Linked DNA regions of Mus musculus: all the other regions are linked to region 3. A link is a contact called in public Hi-C, HiChIP or PLAC-seq and promoter capture Hi-C data. All regions are on one chromosome and are shown on one strand. The core of a region is the stretch at or near the end of the contact, and the rest is flanking DNA. Distances in the headings are between cores, read along the strand shown. Region 1 has its middle 260 kb from the start of Tent5a. Region 2 has its middle 100 kb from the start of Ibtk. Region 3 holds the start of Tent5a (terminal nucleotidyltransferase 5A). Region 4 has its middle 180 kb from the start of Gm36366. Region 5 has its middle 230 kb from the start of Gm36366. Region 6 has its middle 160 kb from the start of Gm36366. Region 7 has its middle 45 kb from the start of Gm36366.

Region 1 (2,700 bases), core at 73-2,572, 260 kb after region 3:
GCCCAAGATCCTATAATACAGACTATAATAAGCATGTACTTCGCTATAGCACCAAAGATAATCTACCTCTCCTAGCAACACAGTCCGCACATAGTAGAATGCGGTTTGTCATATAAACTGGCAATCTTGCATTTTAAAATGATCCCAGAAAACTGATTTGAACTGTAGATACACAGATTCAATTTCTTAATCTTTGTAGTTTTACTTTACAGAGATTTCTTGTGTGCATTTCATTTTATCCTTTAACAGGTTGCATATATTTGTATAATTTAAAGCATTATTTAAAGTATCTTTCATTTACAAGTATTTATGAGAAATTGTTTCCTTAGAATAAAACTGATCTAGGAATACTTTCAAGGATGAGTTGGTGAACACTTATGGAGAGAAATGGCCATGTATGTGAATATGGTGGAGAACAATTTCAGGTTGATGAATGATGATGAAGTTTAAGTGGACTATGAGAATATTTGCTTACAAACACACATGTGTAAGTCCATGGTCCCTCAGGAACAATCCAACAGATGTCTGTGCACAAAGTATTTCATTTTGATGCTACTTTTGGCCAATTATTTTCATTCAAGGCCTTTAGCAAATGTTTATTGAAACTTACAAAGTAATACTGTACTTATATTTGTCCCTGAAGGTTATTTTGTGATATTGTTATTTAAAAACTTTTGCATTTGAATTATACTACTGATAGTTATGAATGGTAATCTGGCCACATGAAATATTCAAGCAAAAAATAGGGGAGAGAACCTTATATAATTTTTGTACATAAAGAGGACATAGTCTTTTTGCCTTTGCCATGACAGAGAAGAAAAATTGCTTAAAATACAGAGTCCTTTCCTATTTGTATTATCCTATAACCATTTTAACCTAAAACTTTAGGTCTGAAAATTATTTATTTCAATCCTTATTGTTAGAGAAATGAAACTTTCAGATCCATGTGAATTTTTCTTTCTCAATTTCCTTGTTCAGCTCAGTGACTGATCTTTATGGTATAACACTATCATCATTATATTGCTTTACTGTTTAATGTTCTATTCTTGGTTGTATCTTTAATTAAAGATTTTTTTCTTTTGTTTTTGTTTCTTTTTTGCAAATTCTGTGGCACAGAAAACACAAAGCTGTAGAAATAAGATGTTAGATGTCTATTATAAGAGCAATAGTCTTCTCAGGGAAAGTTGTCAAAAAGTGTGTTTGATGTCAAGCATGTGTGTCTGGGGAAACGTTTGGAAAATGCACTATTTCTGAGTGCATAATATTAGAAGTGTCTGCTGAGAGTGTGATACAAACTTAGCCTGGCCAGGAAACTGTTTTCAGTCTGTCATGCCGCCTCTGACTCACGTCACTGTTGGATTTAAGTCATATTGTTTTGGCATGGACTAAGTGACCTTCTTTAAAATATTCATTCTGTTCTTGTCTTCTGGGTCATTGTGTTCCTATTCACATGAAAATATATTGTTTATTAATTGTATAATGTGTTTTAATAGAGCCTTTGATGCACAAATGAAATTCATGATTATTAGGCAGTCTTTCCCAGAAGAACCAGAAAAGAGTTAGCTGAATTCCCTCAGCTAATTAATGCCTGGATGAGCCTCTTAAGTCTCCAGAGTAGATCATATGAGGATGTGCTAAGTCTCTTTGGCCCTTGGAGACATGGTACTGGGGCGGTACACATCAGAATTAATTCTTGGCACCAGAGAAGGTTCTGCTTAAAAGCAATAGTACATAATGATCTAAAGAAAGGTTAGAATTAGAGCTAAATTAAGTGAAAAATTATGCTGATAGAGTATAGGGGACATCAAGTAATAACTTAAACTATAATGAGTTTTGTTTTGTTTTGTTTTATTTTAGAGCATTTGACAATAAGATAGTGTTGGGTTAAGGCATTTTCATTGAAGGAAAAGAGTGAGAGAGAGGAAAGCTTGACAGATAAGAATCTATACTGGCATTGAGATGGGAGGACAGAGTTCAGAGGCTGGTACCCTTGGGACAAAATGGACCTAATGATAAGCAAGGGATGGAAATCAACAAGGAGGATGGCAAGAAGATGGAGCTAAGGAGATAATGAGCAGTTAGGCGAGACCTACAAAACAACCTACAGTTTGAAGTCATGTAATATACTGAATGACCCTCCTGTTGACTCTTCAGTTACAAAAGGATATGATCAAATTATTTCTGGAGCAAGATGAATCTCATCCCACGGTTGAAGCATGTGGAGGGAGAAGCTTCATAAAGACAGGGAGTCAATTTACAAAGTGGATCTTTCCTCTTATAAAACCTTTAATTGCTTGTATATAGTAAGAAAATCTTATAGAAACACATGGAGAATTTATACATAAACACAACAGAGAATATAGATAACCTAAGCAGAGGAGAACATTTGTTGATGGCAGCATAAACTGAAAGTCAGCAGTAACAGCTGTGCTTCCAGGTGCTTTTCTTTTTTTTTTTTTTCCTTTTTTTTTAATTAGGTATTTTCCTCGTTTACATTTTCAATGCTATCCCAAAGGTCCCCCATACCCACCCCCCCCAATCCCCTACCCACCCACTCCCCCTTTTTGGCCCTGGTGTTCCCCTGTACTGGGGCATATAAAGTTTGCAAGTCCAATGGGCCTCTCTTTCCAGTGATGGCCGACTAGGCCATCTTTTGATACATATGCAGCTAAAGACAAGAGCTCCCAGGTACTGGTTAGT
Region 2 (2,700 bases), core at 47-2,546, 320 kb before region 3:
CCGCCACAAGCCACATCTCCATTCTGTAGGACTTGGAATTCTTGTTTCTCCTCTGTCTCAGGTTTCTGGTAGAGAAGTCAATTTTGATATCTATTCAGTACCACAGTAGAGTCAGGGCCAGCCTGCTCCTAGTTGTATTTCCAGGTTTGACCTTTGGCAATAACTTATCCATAACCCCGTGAGTCAATAACTTATCCATAACCCCTTTCAGTCAACCGCTTCTGCTGAATGATTGGAAAACTGTTATTCCCTTTACAAGCACAGGGGAACACATTTGCTTCTGAGGCTAGAAAGCTCAAAATCAGTTTTTGTATCTAAACTGTGATAGTATTTCTTAGTTTAGGCTTATCGTTTTTAGAAGTTTACTATTTGACACTGTATTTATTTTGATCTTCATATTTCACTGTATGCCTTCTTGAATATTTGGAAATAATAAGCAAATCATTGTCAAAAGTAAAGACAGCCCTCCACACACCCCATGCTCTTGCTGAAGTGCACTAGGGCCTTCTTATACTTTGCTAAAGGATTCCCTGTGCTTGAAAAGTGTTTCCATCCTCAGTCACCAAGATAGTAACACACTTACAGCACAGGTTACAGGCTCGCCAAAGCTTGTCTGGAATGGTCATCTTTATCTGGCACTGAGGACACAAAAAGTACTTGAGCCCTCACATTGGGTGTGAGTCATGAGAGTCTCTGAAGTCATTTAGCCTGAAGAATGTCTATACTGGGAAGATGGGTTGTGGGTAAAGTATTTGCTGCTCAAATAGGAGGACCAGTGTTCAAATTCTTAGCATCCACATAAAAGCTGGTGTGACAAGGCATACCTGTAATCCCAGGACAGGGGAGGTGACAGGTAGATCCCTGGGCAGTGGGGAGTCTTGGTGAAACGGAGAGATACAGGGTCAGTGAGAGATTCTGTGACAAAATATAAGGTAAGGAGAGCTTGGGGGAGAGATCCAGCATTGACTGACCTCTGGCCGTCACATGTTCAGGCACACAGACACACGAGAGAGAGAGAGAGAGAGAGAGAGAGAGAGAGAGAGAGAGAGAGAGAGAGAGAGAGAGAGAGAGAAAGACAAAAGACAGACAGATACAACTTCCATCATAGGATCTAGTTAGAGGGAAACACTCCAAAATTTATGATGAAACAGAATCTAAGAGCATAGACCAATAAAAAAAAGTCAAAGCTGCTTTGGAAACAGGTGTGGTTTGATTGACTCTCTGCCTATCAGCAGTGGGACTGGTTAGGTCAGCTGCATTGCAGTCTCAGATCCCTCAGCTCTACAGATGAAAGAGCAGCTAGAGATTGCCCTTGGCTCAAAGGATCAGAACAACACCAGCAGAGACACGCAGGGCTTCATTGTCTCAAGCACAAACAAATCTAGAGTAAACAGCCCAAGACTCAGCCTTTCTTCTTGGCTACTGTTAGCTCCACCTCTCTCCCTCAGGTTTATAAGATTCCTCCTATATTACCAAACACGTTGAGAAGAAGAAATGTAAAAGGAAAGGAGTGGAGGCCAACAGAACTCATTTCTCCTAAACAGTTTCCTAGCAAACCACCTGTCAACAGCCACTTACTGATTATACCTATGACACTTGGACATCTAGAGTTAGAGTTACAAGGGAAGCCAGGGAACTGTGTGTGCGTGCTTGCATTTGGAGTTTAGCCTGGATATTTTACTTTCCCTGTACAAATGTAAGCCTCCATTAGTAAGAAAGAGGGAGAAAGAAATACTGTGAACTCAGGCCTTCTACAGGGAAAAATATGCTTCCTGGGGGATATGGAAATAAGAACAAAATATCTTTTCTTAGCTTTCTGAGTTCCTCCATAGCTGTCTTCAAACACACCAGAAGAGGGCACCAGATCCCATTACAGATGGTTTGTGGTTGCTGGGAATTGAACTCAGGACCTCTGAAAGAGCAGTGTTCTTAACTGCTGAGCCATCATCTCTCCAGCTCCCTGAATCAGTGTTTTATTGCTGTGAAGATGTACAGTGACTATGGCAATGCGTATGACAAATGAATTTAATTGGGGCTGTATAGGGGGCTGCTCAGGTGCTGCTCTGTATTTGAATGCTAAATACTGGCCTCCAAGAGCTGGTTGCCCTTATGAGGAGATTCTTATGCATACCAGCTTTTGTTGTGGGAACCTTGCTCCTCAAGTTAATTGGTCAATAAAAGACTAACACCTGTGATTAGGCAAGAGAAAGAGGTAGGTGGGTTTTCAGTTACCTGGTTGGGTAGTGCATGTAGAGACAGAACAAAAAGAAGAAAGGACACAGAAGAGGAGGAGGCTGCCATGAGAGGAAAGGGACCACAGGCCATGAGAAACAGTAAGCAACAAGGACCATGTGGTTGGAATGTAAGTTAGAATGGCTTCCAAAACCTGCCCAAATGAGGCTTACAGCTTGTAAATAAAAATACCTGGATTGTGTGTCTTTTATTCAAGCTAGGTAGAGTTTGTAATTCCATTTACAGGGCTGCTTTATAGTTCAGAGGTATAGTCTATTATTATCATGACAGGAAGCATGATGGCACCCAGGCAGACAGCAGGAAGAGAGAGAAGTTGGGCCTGGCTTCAGCTTTTAAAACCCCAAAGCCCGTTTCCAGTGATAGACTTCCTCAAACAAGGCCACACCTCTAAAGCCCTCTTAAGTAGTGCCACTCCTTGATGAGCCTATGGGGGAAAACCTACCACAT
Region 3 (2,700 bases), core at 14-2,513:
CCTCTCTACCCTGACTGCCTCGTTCGGCTCACAGCCTCTACCTGGATCAAGGACTGCAAAGCATTACTTTGAACGGAGGCAGCAGCGGGGCGGCGGAGGAAGTGGACAAGCGAAAGCAGGGAGCTTTCTAGCAAACAGTGCGGTGCCAGAGCGCAGAGATAACCTTTTCCAACCCTTAAGCACTCCACTGGCGACTGAAGCTGGAGGGGGAGAAACTTCTCGTCTTTTAAATTTGCCCTTAATGGCCGGTAAGAAGCCAGAGCCTACTTTGATCATTGACGTTTTATCCGCTTAAGAACTGAGAACCTTAGAGGCTGCGAGGAACGCGCTTCTCCCAAGTCTGAGCCGAAGGACCGCCACCCTGGCGGCCGCTTTTCGTGCACTGCTGGGGTTGCGCTCCGAGACCCCGCGGGTTGGCCGCGAGCCCGCGGAGCTGTGTGATAGGAGACGCGCGCCTGCCCAGCTCGCGGGCAGCAGCTGGACGCGCACTCAGGCTGGCTGGCTGGTACCGGACTCCCCACCCCACCCCCACCCCCCCACCAGCACTTCTCGAGGTTTCGAGAATCGAAACTCAGTTCTCAGCAAACCCTCCCCCTCCCTCACAGAGACTGACGTGCGTGACCAGTTGCCTCTGGAGACCACACTTGGCCCAGGGTCCAGAGTGGAATCGGCGGTCTAGCCACAAACGGACACTGTTGAGGGAACCTCCAGGAGACCCAGTTACGCGGCAATGACGCGCTCCACCCGGCCAGAAGGCTAGGCTTGGGAAGTTTCTATAGTTGCGTGATTTTTAACCCTGATCCGGTTTTGATGGCCATCTATCACATTTGAGGCAAAGTGTCTCCTCTTTAGGGGTGTGTGTGTGCGCGCGCGCGTGTGTGGACGTGCAGAAATGGATAAATCTACACGTAGGAGCCACAGGCATCTGTCTGTGCTCATAGCCAGGGGCTGCGCACCCTGGCCTAGCTCCAGCAGCTCTGAGCTCCGGCGACTGTCCACCCAGCGCTGGGGGCGGTGCTCTATGCAAATGAGAGGGTGTGGCGAGCGCTGCGCGCTGGGGCCCCGGAAGCGCGGAGAAGCCCGGTATAAAAAAAGTACTGAAGACATTTCCCCCCGCACAACTGCTAAAGCTCCAGAGACGCGAGTGTGCGCGGTGGCATCGGCGGCGTCGAGAGCCGCCACCTCCGAGACCACCGCAGCGGGGGCGCGGGCGGGGCGCGGGCAAGGGGCGGGAACGCTCAGGGCGCGGCGGGGGTCGGCGCGGAGAAGTCGCGGGCCGCTGCCGGGAGCGCACTCGCAGCTCCTGCGAAGTGTGTCCGCCTCGCGGTTCCTCGCTCGCCTGCGCTCCTAGAAGGGGCGGCCGCCTCCAGGTGACACAGACGGGACTCTCGCTTGTGCTTTCCAGATGCATCAGAGATACTTTTGGTGCGGGGCTGCTCTGCGGGGCGCGGCGCGCGGCTGGGCATTGGGGTCGGTGAGGGTTGGGGGAGGAGGGCTACTATGGGCGTCACGATCGGGGAGGGGAAGCCCAGGCCCCTCGGCGGGACCCCTGTCCCCTCACCCGCACACCTCTCTGCCGCTCCCCTAAATCCACTCTTTCCTCTTAGGACTGACCAAGGCCAAGTGGCTTTCGGAGGGCACTACATGGCCGAGGGCGAAGGGTACTTTGCCATGGCAGAGGACGAGCTGACCGGCGGCCCTTACATCCCCCTGGGTGGTGACTTCGGCGGCGGCGGCAGCAGCTTCGGCGACCGCTGCTCGGACTATTGCGAAAGCCCCACGGCGCACTGCAATGTGCTGAACTGGGAGCAAGTGCAGCGGTTGGACGGCATTCTGAGCGAGACCATCCCGATCCACGGGCGCGGCAACTTCCCCACGCTCGAGCTGCAGCCAAGCCTGATTGTGAAGGTGGTGAGGAGGCGCCTGGAAGAGAAGGGCATAGGTGTCCGCGACGTGCGCCTCAACGGCTCAGCCGCCAGTCACGTCCTGCACCAGGACAGTGGCCTAGGCTACAAGGACCTGGACCTCATCTTCTGCGCTGACCTGCGTGGGGAAGAGGAGTTTCAGACTGTGAAGGACGTCGTTCTGGATTGCCTGTTAGACTTCTTGCCCGAAGGGGTGAACAAGGAGAAGATCACACCGCTCACTCTCAAGGTAAAGCCACCTGATGGGCTTGGGCAGAGCAGGGGTGGGGAGAAAGCAAGCCCAGCTTGCCTTGACTGCCGTCAGTATGGCCATAGTGAGTTCGTTTATTTATTTTTTTATTATTTTTTTTTCACGAGCGCACTAATGCGCGTGAGTGGTGTGGAGTGTTTTAGTTTCCTGGGAGATCCAGCGCCACAACTCTGTGCTTCCTCCTCTGCGTTTCCTTCTCTTCCTTCTCTCTATGGTTTAACTCTTGACTTTCCTTGCTGGACTCTTGTCCAGAGTATAACGTGATTGGTGGAAGGATGGAATGATGTAAATAATTTTTTTGAGTCATCTTGTAATCTAGACTTTGGGAAAAATAGCAGCCTGAAGCAGAACTGAGTCAATGGTTTTTATTATATTGGAAAATGTGAATCGATCCATACTCCACTGACTTCGGCGTTTAAGATATTTGATGCTTTTCCCTGTTAATTCACAGAGTCGAGGGTGTAATAGTGTGCCCCTCCCCTTCGGTTTAGGTGGCGTTTTGTATAATTAATTAAAGTTGTCTGA
Region 4 (2,700 bases), core at 10-2,509, 360 kb after region 3:
ATGCTAGAAACACAAATAGCAAAAGTGAATAATGACCCTTGGAAGAATGGTTTGGGGTCAGCCCAGCCCTTTTACTGTCCACCCTTCTGTAGCCTTTTCTACCTTTATCCTCATTTTCTTGTGTTGAGTTGTTTTTGGAACAATTCTTCCCCAAGGACTCTGTGACAATTCCTCACTGTGACGGACTTAGGAATAGAGGCTGAAAGATTGCTTTTCTCATTGATTGTCACTGTCCATTTAGGGGTTTAAGATTGCTTTGCACCAAGTGTTGTTGATAGAAATCTTAGACCTACATAGAAAGGTAAGTGTTTTACAGTACAACTGTTGAGTCCTTGGCACCTGGAATTACTAGTGTCTCTGCAGACAGGATTCTCAGAGAATCCACAGCCATTCTAAGTCCAAGCTAACCTTGAGCATCACCATCAACTTCGTTTTAGTTTCTGTGAGCCTTCATGAAACCAGACCACAACAAAATGTTTTTAGACAAATACGAAAACAATGTGGTCTTGGGCTTTGTAAAGCAAACGGCCCATTTCACTAGACCTGTTCAATGAGTTAAGCAATCCTCTCAGTGGGAGAGACAGCAAGGAGGCCTATCTTGGTGATGACTGATTGGGTGTCCAGTCCCAAAGAAGACATCCAAATGCAGAAGGAAAGACAGGCCACTAAAAGGGTTAAAAGCACCAGCAGGCTGCCTTTTGCTCCTTATAAAGTTAAAATTATAAATTCTTTAAGACCTTATAAAATGTTGAAGTAGCCTGTAGAAAGTTTATACGTTTGGCCCAGGTTTTCTGTGCCACTCACTGACTGTAAAGGGGAAACTCTCTTCACTGCAAGAACCTGTTGCAAAGTCTAAGGGGCTCTTTTGTACAAACTGAACACAGGTTTGGATTAGATTATTGAATTTTGTTCTGCTTTCTTGCTATTGTTAGCATGGAAACATGAAATACATAAGACATGGCATGTCCTTATGTTTTTATGTCACAAAGGGGGGGTGTGCATCTTTACAATCTTGATTTAATTTGATTTTTCCTAGTTTTTCTGTTACTGCCAGAAGTTGTCGACGTGTAGATTTTTTCAGTCTTTGAGGACTTTTCTTTCTTTGATTTAAAGGCCAAATTACCTGTTTTTAAAGTAACCTGACAAAACATGTTTCTTCTAGACTTTCTTTGAAGTTCCTAAGCTGGAAGTCTCCTAAAGGTAATTTTAGCAACAGAGTAGATAACACCCCTGTGTCTGGCTATGCATGTGCTATAAAGGGGTAAGTGAGTCATACAAATACATTCCATTAGTGACCTTGTTAGGAATTTCATTTTACCACATTCACAAGAAAGCCCTGCGTTTTAAAATGCCACAAAATGGCCGCTATCCTCAAAAATGCACCCGGAAGTCACACAGATGTGTAGGACCTAATGCCTACCAAGGGTTTTCCATGTAGGTTTTCAAAGCACGCCACGTGCAATAGCAAACACAGGCATTTGCTGTGCTGCCAAAACCCTTTTCCAGAAGTGTCGAGCATCCCGGCAGCTCTCTCCAGCTTGGAGCGGCTGCATTTGACTGTTACATGGACGCAGCAATGTTTTCAGATGCTGGGTCCAGGCTGGTCCTTTCCCGCTAGCTTGGCCATACCTGCGGGAGTCAGATACAAATCTGTGGTGTCAGCTAGCTCTGAGGACCTAGGCCTTAGCCTGTTTTGGAAACCTGCTGATTTTAACACCTAGAGACTAGCAGGTGATACTAGAAACAAAGTCAATGCCCAATTCATTGCTCCATCAAAAGTTGAATGCACTTTTATAAAATTTTTCTTGTATTGTTTTATAAAAACCTTTTATGAATTTGTTACGGTTCTTTACTAGTATGTTTGGATTACAAAGTTTCATTTTTCAACTGAAAACAAAACAGACAAAAACCTGCCATAGGAATTTATGACCATTGAACTCTGAGGCATGACATGATACCAAAACTTTTTTCTTAGTTCTTGTAAAACAGAAGCCAGATAGAACACTTGGTCCCAGACCAGGTGTCTTGTCACTGTCACTCAGCCCCATGGGTTGTATGTTTAATCTAATGGCTTCTACCTGCTTTTATTTATGGTCCCTTAGCAGCATATGGAATCTATAGACCCAGCAGATTAAGGGATTAAGGGACATGTCACTTTTTCTGCTCCATAAATACCCCTGTTACACACACACACACACACACACACACACACACACACACACACACACACAGACACACTTGACACACATGCACACACACAAACACACTGGGTTCATGATAAGCATGCCTAGCTTTTAACCATTTAGTTCCCAAATAAAAGACACAAAACATTTATATCTATAATAAGCCTTAAGGCACTAGAGCTGGGCAGAAATCGGCCCTCTGTGCTATTTTGTCTACTTCTCTGCAAATAACCCTGAGATATCATTTGCCATGTTCTGCCTGAGCCACTCCTACTCAAACTGGTGACCCTCATGACCATGCACTCAAGATCCATCTACCCTATGTTGCCTTCTCTCTCCTCAGTCCCCAAGCCCAGGAACCTACCTTTCTTCTGTCCAGCTATAGGCTGTAGACCTCTTTATTTAACCAATAGTTTTAAATTGAGGAGCAACATTTGCACAACAAAAGCTACTATACATTAAATTTAATTGTTGTGAGACAACTAGACCTTGGGGTACAGAATTTAGTATTACAATA
Region 5 (2,700 bases), core at 193-2,692, 320 kb after region 3:
TGGGTCCCTCTTTCTGAAGTTCAGATAAGATTATTAAAGATATGATGGAAAGAATATAATAGAAGAGAATACAGGGAAGAATGGCAAATGTCTTCTGGGCTTTACACAACCAGTGCAGTCATGAACTCATAGCAGCTACAGTGTTTGTATGGGTCCTCACAATATTGAGACTGTTAATAATAATAATAGAGGGAAGAAGAGATGATGGGTCCCTACCAATGCCTGCTAAATTACTGAATATTAACAATAACCCAGATAAGGACAAGTCATGGTCTTCAGTTGTAAAGTTACTGGTGAATTCATGATTGGTTATCTCCAAATCCATAGACACAGAGTCAAGGTAGCTCTGATTTGGACCACAAAACATAACAAAAAGACATGGACAAGGGAATGGCACTTGTAAGGAGAAGAGTAGGAAGCTGTCAGGATGTGTTGCTTCTTTTTGTTTGTTTGTTTGTTTGTTGTTAGCTTGGCAAAGCTAGAATCATCTGAAAAGAGGGAACCTCAATGAAAAAAAAAAGAATATTCATTGCCCTGTAGGCAAGCCTTTTGGGCATTTTCTTTTTTGATGAGTAAGGGCTCAGACTATTATGGGTGGTGTTACCTTTGTGCAAGTGGTCCTGAGGTGTATAAGAAAGCTAATGGTGCAAGTGAAGTGGTGGAGTTGAACCCAGGAACACACACTCCTCCATGTCTTCTTCATCAGGTCCTGCCTCTGAGTTCCTGCACTGATTTCCCTTTGTGATGAACTGTAAGATGTATGATTAAATAAAACCCTTTCCTTCCCAAGTTTCATTTGGTCATGATATTTAGCACACTAACAGAAACCTAAGACACTGAGGTTGGAATGAGGTATTACAATGCCAGTGTGAGAGTGATCAAAATGCATTATACACTTGTATAAAGTTGTCAAAACATTAATTAATTAAAAATGAAAACTCAAAGTTTCAAGATCATGGCCATTAGCTGAGGTTCTCATATTCTTATATCATTTTTTATTTGCTGTCATCTTCATTGAATCCAGCATGGGTTTCCTTAATGGTACATTGCAGCTCCACAGGCAGGATGTTTTCTGTTTGTTTCAGCTTTCAGAAATGTCCCTCTTTGCAATTCTCCATTGCATTCTGACGCACGAAGGATTTTTCCACAGAATTACTGCTGCATTGATTTTCTTCCTTCTTTGAAAATCAGTCTAAATTTCATTGATGAAAAACCCTTTCCTTCATCTGTCTTACAGTTATCGTATTTCTACGTAGGTGCATCAAACATAGTAGCAGCAGGTCAGACAAACCCAGATAAAATTGAGCATGGATTTTATTCCTAATTGCAGTGAAACTAGATAGCCACAGCTACTTAACTAGTTTCACATATCTTTGTGTATCTATTCATTCAGTCCTACACAATGTGAATGAGTCATTCCTGCAAGGGCTGCTTTGATCATCTCCTTTTCTGAACCCTGCAGGATGTCTGAGTTTCTGCTTACGTCAAATCAAACTGATCATGAGTCACTCTTTATCTAACTGTCCTTTACTTTCATCATAGGTTGATTGTTCTGCTAAATTCAAGCTGGCTGTCTCTTATTCAGACTCACACATTCTGTTTCACTTCTGGCCATCAGCAGAGCCTTCTGCTCACCTGGCATGTTTCTGCCCCTCTGTATTCATTCTCTCTCTCTCTCTCTCTCTCTCTCTCTCTCTCTCTCTCTCTCTCTCTCTCTCTCTCTCCCTCTCTCTCTCTCTCTCTCTCTCTCTCTCTATCTCTCTCTCTCTCTCTCTCCTAAAGGGATCTCAGCTTTGACCAGGATAATCATTATCATTTGGAAAAACTCTCCCTGCTACATTTTTTTCCTGTTTTCCTATTGCTACCATTGAGTGCATCTATTAACATGTTGATGCATATATGTATTTATTAATGAACACATGCTTTTCAGGTATCTCCTGGGCATGGCAATAAACTGGAGATACAGTTATAAAATTTAAGCTATGTACTAGCTCCAACAGTCTTACTCTTTAATATAGGAGATGGCAATACAAGATCATCACGAGAAATAAACAACCACAATTATATTATTACCAAGTATATTAGAGTATGGAAAGAGATTGGAATAGGGTACTTGACTTGGTTTCACTGAACGAGAAAAGCTTTCTTGAGAAAATAGCAAAGGTTAGCAAAGGTTCTCAAGAATTTCAGAATTTGAAGGACTAGAGAATGACTCTGCTAGACTGACAATGACTAAGTGCAAAGTCTCTCTTGTGAAAACCAACTTGGGATGGTCAAATGTCACTGAAGAGCCTGGGAAATGAGGTCGTGATACAAGTAGAGCACCACGCATATGGTTTTCTATCTTTGGAGGGGTCTTCCTGAGCTTCTCTGAGGCACTTGGAACCCATCTGAAGCTGATACTCTCAAAATCCACTTACATCTTCAGACTCCAGGAAATATTTATTTATTTATTTATTTATTTTAGTTTTCGTAGTGAGTACATATGTGTACTTACTATCACTTCAGACTTAGTATTTGACTTTGGAAACTGAGACTATGGTTGGGACTTGGAATGTATGTAGCTCAGAGAGAACTAAAGGTGTGTATATGTGTGTGTGTGTGTACATGTGTGCATGCATATTCTCAGATCTGTTTGGAATTGATGGATTTATTCAATCCTTGAATAGTTCTAATCTAATATAAAGAACAGGAAACGAA
Region 6 (2,700 bases), core at 177-2,676, 380 kb after region 3:
TAATGATGCTCAAGGCCAAAAGATCACACACACACACACACACACACACACACACACACACACACACACACACACACCATATGACAAAACATAATAAAAATATTTATTCCAAAAATTATGGAAAGCAAATATTTTCACAAATTCTTAAGTCTCAGCCAATCCATCAGAGTTTAAAATATTAACCTAATCCTTTCCTCTAGATGTCATTCTGGCAGTATTTCCCCAATTCTCTAGAAGACAGAGAATCACAATTTCTCTTTCATCTACATTTGTTCTTAAAAGTTTTTACACTTCTCATTAGTATTGTCTACTTTATAGGCAGAAGTAATCTAAAGTTATCAATGTCTTATGTCAAGTTAGATACTGAGACATAACTCTTGGAGGTAGAAAACTTGCTTTGTCTGCTCAGGACCCTGGGATGGATTCTCTGCAATGCACATATGCACATATATATTTATGCATGTCATATACACATATAATTTAATATGTAAGCCAGACCTGAAATAAAGCAGATGATTTTTTACTGAACTACAAATCTATGAAGAACAAGCCATTTCTTTCCAATATCAAAGAGCAGCATAGGCTACTTCAGGCTACATAGTCCTTACATAGTCCTACTGTAAAGGGAATGGTCTCATCAATACATTTGCCATGATGGACCCAAGTCTATCCACCAAAAATTGACTTCCAGTCAGGTCATCTACATTTCCATTAAAGGCCTTCTCCAACTCTGTTGCAAATGATTTGAACTTTCATTACTTATTGGGAAGTATTATTTTATCAATAAAAATTTTAAGTTCTTGTCAGTACTTTCTGAGGAATAGAATGTCATTTATTTTTATATTCACAGCTTTGTTAGAATCAACTTAGTAGGGAAACAACCTTCTTAGAGAACACAAAAATTGTTACATCTATGTCTAGTTTATGATAACTTTTAGACCTCTGTATGGCTAATTATTTATAAATTACTTAAGGTTTCTATTACAAAGTAATTTAAAATAGTTTATTAAAGATTTTAAAGCTTAAATATATGAATCCTTACATAATTTTTTTCAATTTCATCACATGAAAGTGCACTAAATATTACCAATGTCATTTATAAGTGCAGTGCCTATAATCATATCTTGTACAGTTGTTCTGTAAAAGTTGTTTTGATAAAGCAAATATTCAAATCCTGTGATCTATTTCTATATGTTACACTACGAAAGCATTAGAAAAAACATATTTCAAGCCAAATTCCTAAATACCTCAGAACATCATTCAGTTGAATAGGAAGAACATTAAGAAGAGCAGGTCATATTTTTTTTTAAAGGAATCAATGCAAAACCAAGATGATGTAAGAGCACCAGTCAGTATGTGGAGAAACCCAATGTGCTGTAATTAGAAACATATGGGTAGAAATGTGACTGTTTCTTGTTTTGCTTTTCAACTAGTATAATTGGGTCATGTGTATGGATTAGCATACTGGCAGTTTTGGATGAAGAACATTTATGACCTCCTAGAGTTCAGAAGAATTCAGCCAAACACCCACTTTTCTTTTTCTCCACATAAGGAAATGAAAAAGAGAAAGAAAAAGAAGAAAAAGAAAAAGAAAAAGAAAAGGAAAAGGAAAAGGAAAAGGAAAAGGGAAAGGAAAAGGAAAAGGAAAAGGAAAAGGAAAAGGAAAAGGAAAACCCAAGACTCAAGAGTAATAACTCCCACTTAGAGAAGATATTAGATATGTTGATATTGGTATTGTCACTGTTGGTCTTCCTAGTATTGTAAAAATGAGAAAATACACAAATAATATCATTCTAAAATGTTAGCAGTAGAAGGAACTGTGGATGGAGATAAATAGTTAACTCCATCATCTCCTGAGCAAGTGAGAAGTAAATGAATCAGTCCAGGTTCCACAAAGTGTCAGTATCGGAAACCTAGGTTTTCTGACTCTCTGTATTAAGTTTGTCTTCTGCATCTTACTGCTTTCCTGTTCATCGGGAGCTTTCTTGAGGAACTAGTTTAGGGATCACATAGATCATATCCCTATGTGATCACACTTAGCATTTAACTCATTATATCAACACTGTCCTCTCTAAACCTGCTGAAACAATGAAGATAGCTTATAATTTGTTAATCTCCCTTCAAATTCTTACCAATTTATGATGAAAATGAAGGGGTGCTTTTGGGTTTGTTTTCTGCGAGTGCTATGGCTACCACAATCATGAATTCACAGCAGGTGTGACGCTATCCCAGTATACCAGCATGGCTTAAGCAGAGGATCTATCACCAGGCCACTGTCCTTAATGAGGAGCTGGTGGTAGCAGGTATTTGCTGGGGGAGATAGACACACTACTTATCTAGAATGTGACCTCTGATATGTTTCCCTCGCCACCCAAAAACAATCCCATACCCATGCACATGTGGTTGGACTATGTGGAATTAGGTGTTTATCCAAAAGCCAGACATGATGTTGGGATGTGGAGTGTTGGGGTATGTGTGGTTATTAGAAAGAAAGACTGGGCTTGGTTAGGTCATCTTTTTATTATAAAAATACATGAATTTATTAAAAATAGAGAATGGGATAAACCATTTCAAGACATATTTTCAAATTAGACATACATTGTAACTTTTTAGGACAATATATTTTGCACCTGTTACTTAGAGCATAGGGCATTATTGCAAATGTAGAATGAATGGATTACTGCTGCAGAGTATTTCAGA
Region 7 (2,700 bases), core at 22-2,521, 500 kb after region 3:
AACACACCAATTGGTTACCTAGCACCATACATATACCTTTGACAACATAGATACTAGTAGCGTTGGACCGAGAATAAGAAGTTTATATTTCAGAATATATTTTATGCACACACACACACACACACACACACACACACACACACACACGTATAATATACAACACACACACACATATATGAGCTCAAGCATAACACACATCAGTAGCTTGATCATGCTTGCTTAAAATAGCGTGAGTAATGATAATATATATATAATCATATATATACACATATGTGTGTATATATATGTATATATATGCAGAATACTTCAAACAAACCATTTTCTATTATATGCCAGTGAAAGAGATTTTTATTATGGCATTCATCATTGAAAATGCAGATATTTACTTTCTAGTTTATTCAGGAAGCAGAAGTTTGCAAACTTCTCAGGCATTTTTTTTTTCTGTTGTTGGCAGGGAAACAAACTCAATGAGATGCCAGTTTACAACTGAGAGCTTGAAAAAAAAGGCAGGGACATTCACATTCTGAGCAATCCCCAGGGTAACCATGGATAAACTAAATATACAGATGTCCACACAGTTGCTAGGTGTACTTGGTGGAAAATGGATCATCCTCTTGTTTCCATGGCAATCCTAAATAAACCAACGACTCTGGAATCAGCAAATCAGCAACACATACTGATGCACTGGGTAGGCTGGTGAGCTTTGGCATGCACCAGTAGCTTGATCATACTTGTTTACAATAGCTGAGTGAATGATTAAATAATATCTGCTTCTTGTGTCTACTCCCAAAGCGTCACTTTGTTTGACCATGCTGATGTTTAATATGAATTTTGGAGAGAGGAGTAATAAGGTTAAGTTTCCCAGTGGAAAGACTAGCTCAATAGTGTCTTCATTTACCAATGTAGGGAAGCAAACAAAAAAAAAAGTCTTTGGGAGAAAAACAAAGGCATTATTTGAACACTCATTTCGTTAAGTAATCACAAGCTACTAGTTTACAATTATTTTAATTACAATATGTTTAAAGATTTGTTAGCATCATGGTAAATACAATAATATCTCAGCTAATATCTCAGTTTATCTTCACAGCTGTTTTAATTAGGTTCCTCTAGGTCATTATCTTGTATCACAGAAAAAGGTCTAGAGTTATTAAATGATTTCTTAGAAAATTAGCATGCTCTGATTGTTTTCCTGTAGTAACACAAAGTAGAGTAATGTATAGGGGAGTAAACAGTATTGACCTTTGTATGATGAACACAGGGAGATCATACATCTGATATGGGTTAGCCCTTAACAAGTCCCTACTACACAGGAGGCCAGGGACTGTAAAGCAGGGTATTGATGGCCTCATTCTGTTTTCTCCACATTGGCCATCAGATTTCTTTTTACTGTTTTCTATTTATTTTCCTGGAAAGATTTATCCTTTCTAAATTTAAAGCCTACTCCCATAGTTCTGATGAAAATTGTGGCCATCAACTTACATGGTGTTCCACCTGCACACTGGTTGATAAGACTCTGAGTTTCTCAGAGCATTGAGACATCACTCTAAACCTCATAGTACTCCACTTTCATCTATTTTGCTGGACGGCTATCTACTTCCTGTTTATTATGTGAGGCTAGAGTTTTCTGTGAGTGGAGTATTTCCACTCTCTACTTACATGTGCTAAATTGCTGGTTTCATATACATATTTTTCTCAATCATTTAAGATTTGGGTGACAAATGATAATGCAGGAGCTCCATTCTCAGTACACTAACAGTTTAAGTGGTACAATAGTGACGTAACACATGCTTAGATGAGTGTGTTACCGTGTAATATTAAAAGGAGTCTACTCCAGGTTATCAGGTTGAATATGAACGTATAAAGTCTCCATAAATAAAAGAAAATTGCATAGAGATTGTGCAGAAAATTTAACTAGATAAAAAAAAGAGCTAGAGTTGATTTCCTAAAGAACTTTTGCCTAAATGACTGAATGCTGAGGTGAAGGACAGGAAAATGGACTTGATACTTAAAGTTCACTGGGGATGTGACTTAATGATTTTATCTGTTTAGTTATATTCAGTCTTCAAGAACACCAACATTGTAGCAAAATGGAGTCTTTGTTACTCTTAGCTTGGAGAATAATACAGCATTTGTTGATTTTGTGTCTGTTTTTTTATTTTTTAAAAAATGAGGACAAAGATGAATAAGTTCTCTCACCAAAGCTACATCATCAATTTTACATAGAAATGTAATTACTGAAGATGGAATCTAGCCAGGCCACCTGAATTAATAACCAGCCTCAATCCCCTGATGCTGTAAGAGCTGGGAACGGGGCTGTCTGCTGACCACAAATGACCGAGATCTTTGTTATCTTCTGTACTCAAAATACCACAGGAGGAAGTCAGCGAGAAAGATGTGACATCGGTATGAAGTAGATCAGTATAGAGAATTGATGAGCAACTAGCATGATGCTTAATTTGTACTGTTTACCCAGGCCCTGAGCGAAAATGTCAACTTAAATGACAATTTAAAAGAAAAAACCCACACATTTTTGTCTTTTTGTTAAATCATTACAACTAATGATCATTTTACCTCTGGTGATCTATAATATCCTCATTGTTTCTTTGACATTTTATACTGCTACAATGAAAACAGACATGTCTAAATTCTTACTCTGAGTTCTTTTATGGTGGTTATTTAATATTAGCTGGAAAATGCATT

The links. Promoter capture Hi-C pulls out the DNA fragments that hold promoters and counts their contacts. Hi-C and Micro-C count contacts between places; a contact is called where the count stands out from the background. HiChIP or PLAC-seq counts read pairs in DNA pulled down with a chosen protein or histone mark.
Region 1: a contact with region 3 is called in an H3K27ac HiChIP or PLAC-seq map of heart atrium, with 6 read pairs. The contact joins the enhancer-like site here to the promoter of Tent5a in region 3. A contact is called at or near these places in 8 of 39 promoter capture datasets (the 3T3-L1 cell line, embryonic stem cells, hematopoietic stem and progenitor cells and 4 more), 2 of 484 Hi-C or Micro-C datasets (both in uterus), 5 of 115 datasets of contacts at active chromatin or transcription factors (bone marrow-derived macrophages, cardiomyocytes, embryonic hindbrain and 2 more) and 1 of 9 other capture datasets (embryonic stem cells).
Region 2: an H3K27ac HiChIP or PLAC-seq map of heart atrium shows a contact between it and region 3, with 5 times the contacts expected there. The contact joins the enhancer-like site here to the promoter of Tent5a in region 3. A contact is called at or near these places in 3 of 39 promoter capture datasets (the 3T3-L1 cell line, cranial neural crest and stem cell-derived epiblast-like cells), 1 of 484 Hi-C or Micro-C datasets (embryonic stem cells) and 5 of 115 datasets of contacts at active chromatin or transcription factors (bone marrow-derived macrophages, embryonic stem cells, heart atrium and 1 more).
Region 4: a contact with region 3 is called in an H3K27ac HiChIP or PLAC-seq map of heart atrium, with 4 times the contacts expected there. The contact joins the enhancer-like site here to the promoter of Tent5a in region 3. A contact is called at or near these places in 7 of 39 promoter capture datasets (the 3T3-L1 cell line, the C10 cell line, embryonic stem cells and 3 more), 2 of 484 Hi-C or Micro-C datasets (CD8 T cells and cardiomyocytes), 10 of 115 datasets of contacts at active chromatin or transcription factors (acute myeloid leukemia, bone marrow-derived macrophages, cardiomyocytes and 7 more) and 1 of 9 other capture datasets (embryonic stem cells).
Region 5: a contact with region 3 is called in a Hi-C map of group 2 innate lymphoid cells, with 2.3 times the contacts expected there. The contact joins the enhancer-like site here to the promoter of Tent5a in region 3. A contact is called at or near these places in 6 of 39 promoter capture datasets (the 3T3-L1 cell line, 3T3-L1-derived adipocytes, hematopoietic stem and progenitor cells and 1 more), 10 of 484 Hi-C or Micro-C datasets (the C2C12 cell line, Th1 cells, Th2 cells and 4 more), 9 of 115 datasets of contacts at active chromatin or transcription factors (CD8 T cells, bone marrow-derived macrophages, embryonic limb bud and 5 more) and 2 of 9 other capture datasets (adipose tissue and embryonic stem cells).
Region 6: a contact with region 3 is called in a promoter capture Hi-C map of second pharyngeal arch cranial neural crest, with 2.1 times the contacts expected there. The contact joins the enhancer-like site here to the promoter of Tent5a in region 3. A contact is called at or near these places in 15 of 39 promoter capture datasets (the 3T3-L1 cell line, 3T3-L1-derived adipocytes, the C10 cell line and 10 more), 1 of 484 Hi-C or Micro-C datasets (uterus), 9 of 115 datasets of contacts at active chromatin or transcription factors (acute myeloid leukemia, bone marrow-derived macrophages, embryonic limb bud and 4 more) and 3 of 9 other capture datasets (adipose tissue, embryonic stem cells and liver).
Region 7: an H3K4me3 HiChIP or PLAC-seq map of neural progenitor cells shows a contact between it and region 3, with 8 times the contacts expected there. The contact joins the enhancer-like site here to the promoter of Tent5a in region 3. A contact is called at or near these places in 15 of 39 promoter capture datasets (the 3T3-L1 cell line, 3T3-L1-derived adipocytes, the C10 cell line and 10 more), 3 of 484 Hi-C or Micro-C datasets (cortical neurons, myeloid progenitors and neural progenitor cells), 10 of 115 datasets of contacts at active chromatin or transcription factors (bone marrow-derived macrophages, cardiomyocytes, embryonic limb bud and 5 more) and 1 of 9 other capture datasets (embryonic stem cells).

The regions. Positions count from the first base shown.
Region 1 is chr9:85,066,108-85,068,807 of GRCm38.p6, reverse strand. No RefSeq gene overlaps it. Among named protein-coding and RNA genes, the nearest start is that of Tent5a, 260 kb to the left of the region's middle. Within about 2 kb of position 1,322, at least 1 of the 459 cell types and tissues checked has an H3K27ac peak or open chromatin away from gene starts, as enhancers often do. A contact at or near this core is called in heart atrium, where this site is marked.
Region 2 is chr9:85,648,352-85,651,051 of GRCm38.p6, reverse strand. No RefSeq gene overlaps it. Among named protein-coding and RNA genes, the nearest start is that of Ibtk, 100 kb to the left of the region's middle. Within about 2 kb of position 1,296, at least 5 of the 459 cell types and tissues checked have an H3K27ac peak or open chromatin away from gene starts, as enhancers often do. A contact at or near this core is called in heart atrium, where this site is marked.
Region 3 is chr9:85,325,713-85,328,412 of GRCm38.p6, reverse strand. Tent5a (terminal nucleotidyltransferase 5A) reads left to right here and starts at 1,263. Exons shown (of 3, transcript NM_001160379.1): 1 at 1,263-1,370; 2 at 1,608-2,154. The coding sequence starts at 1,645.
Region 4 is chr9:84,965,525-84,968,224 of GRCm38.p6, reverse strand. No RefSeq gene overlaps it. Among named protein-coding and RNA genes, the nearest start is that of Gm36366, 180 kb to the right of the region's middle. Within about 2 kb of position 1,259, at least 7 of the 459 cell types and tissues checked have an H3K27ac peak or open chromatin away from gene starts, as enhancers often do. A contact at or near this core is called in heart atrium, where this site is marked.
Region 5 is chr9:85,010,318-85,013,017 of GRCm38.p6, reverse strand. No RefSeq gene overlaps it. Among named protein-coding and RNA genes, the nearest start is that of Gm36366, 230 kb to the right of the region's middle. Within about 2 kb of position 1,442, at least 12 of the 459 cell types and tissues checked have an H3K27ac peak or open chromatin away from gene starts, as enhancers often do. A contact at or near this core is called in Th2 cells and group 2 innate lymphoid cells, where this site is marked.
Region 6 is chr9:84,941,982-84,944,681 of GRCm38.p6, reverse strand. No RefSeq gene overlaps it. Among named protein-coding and RNA genes, the nearest start is that of Gm36366, 160 kb to the right of the region's middle. Within about 2 kb of position 1,426, at least 1 of the 459 cell types and tissues checked has an H3K27ac peak or open chromatin away from gene starts, as enhancers often do. A contact at or near this core is called in second pharyngeal arch cranial neural crest, where this site is marked.
Region 7 is chr9:84,828,777-84,831,476 of GRCm38.p6, reverse strand. No RefSeq gene overlaps it. Among named protein-coding and RNA genes, the nearest start is that of Gm36366, 45 kb to the right of the region's middle. Within about 2 kb of position 1,271, at least 7 of the 459 cell types and tissues checked have an H3K27ac peak or open chromatin away from gene starts, as enhancers often do. A contact at or near this core is called in neural progenitor cells and neural stem cells, where this site is marked.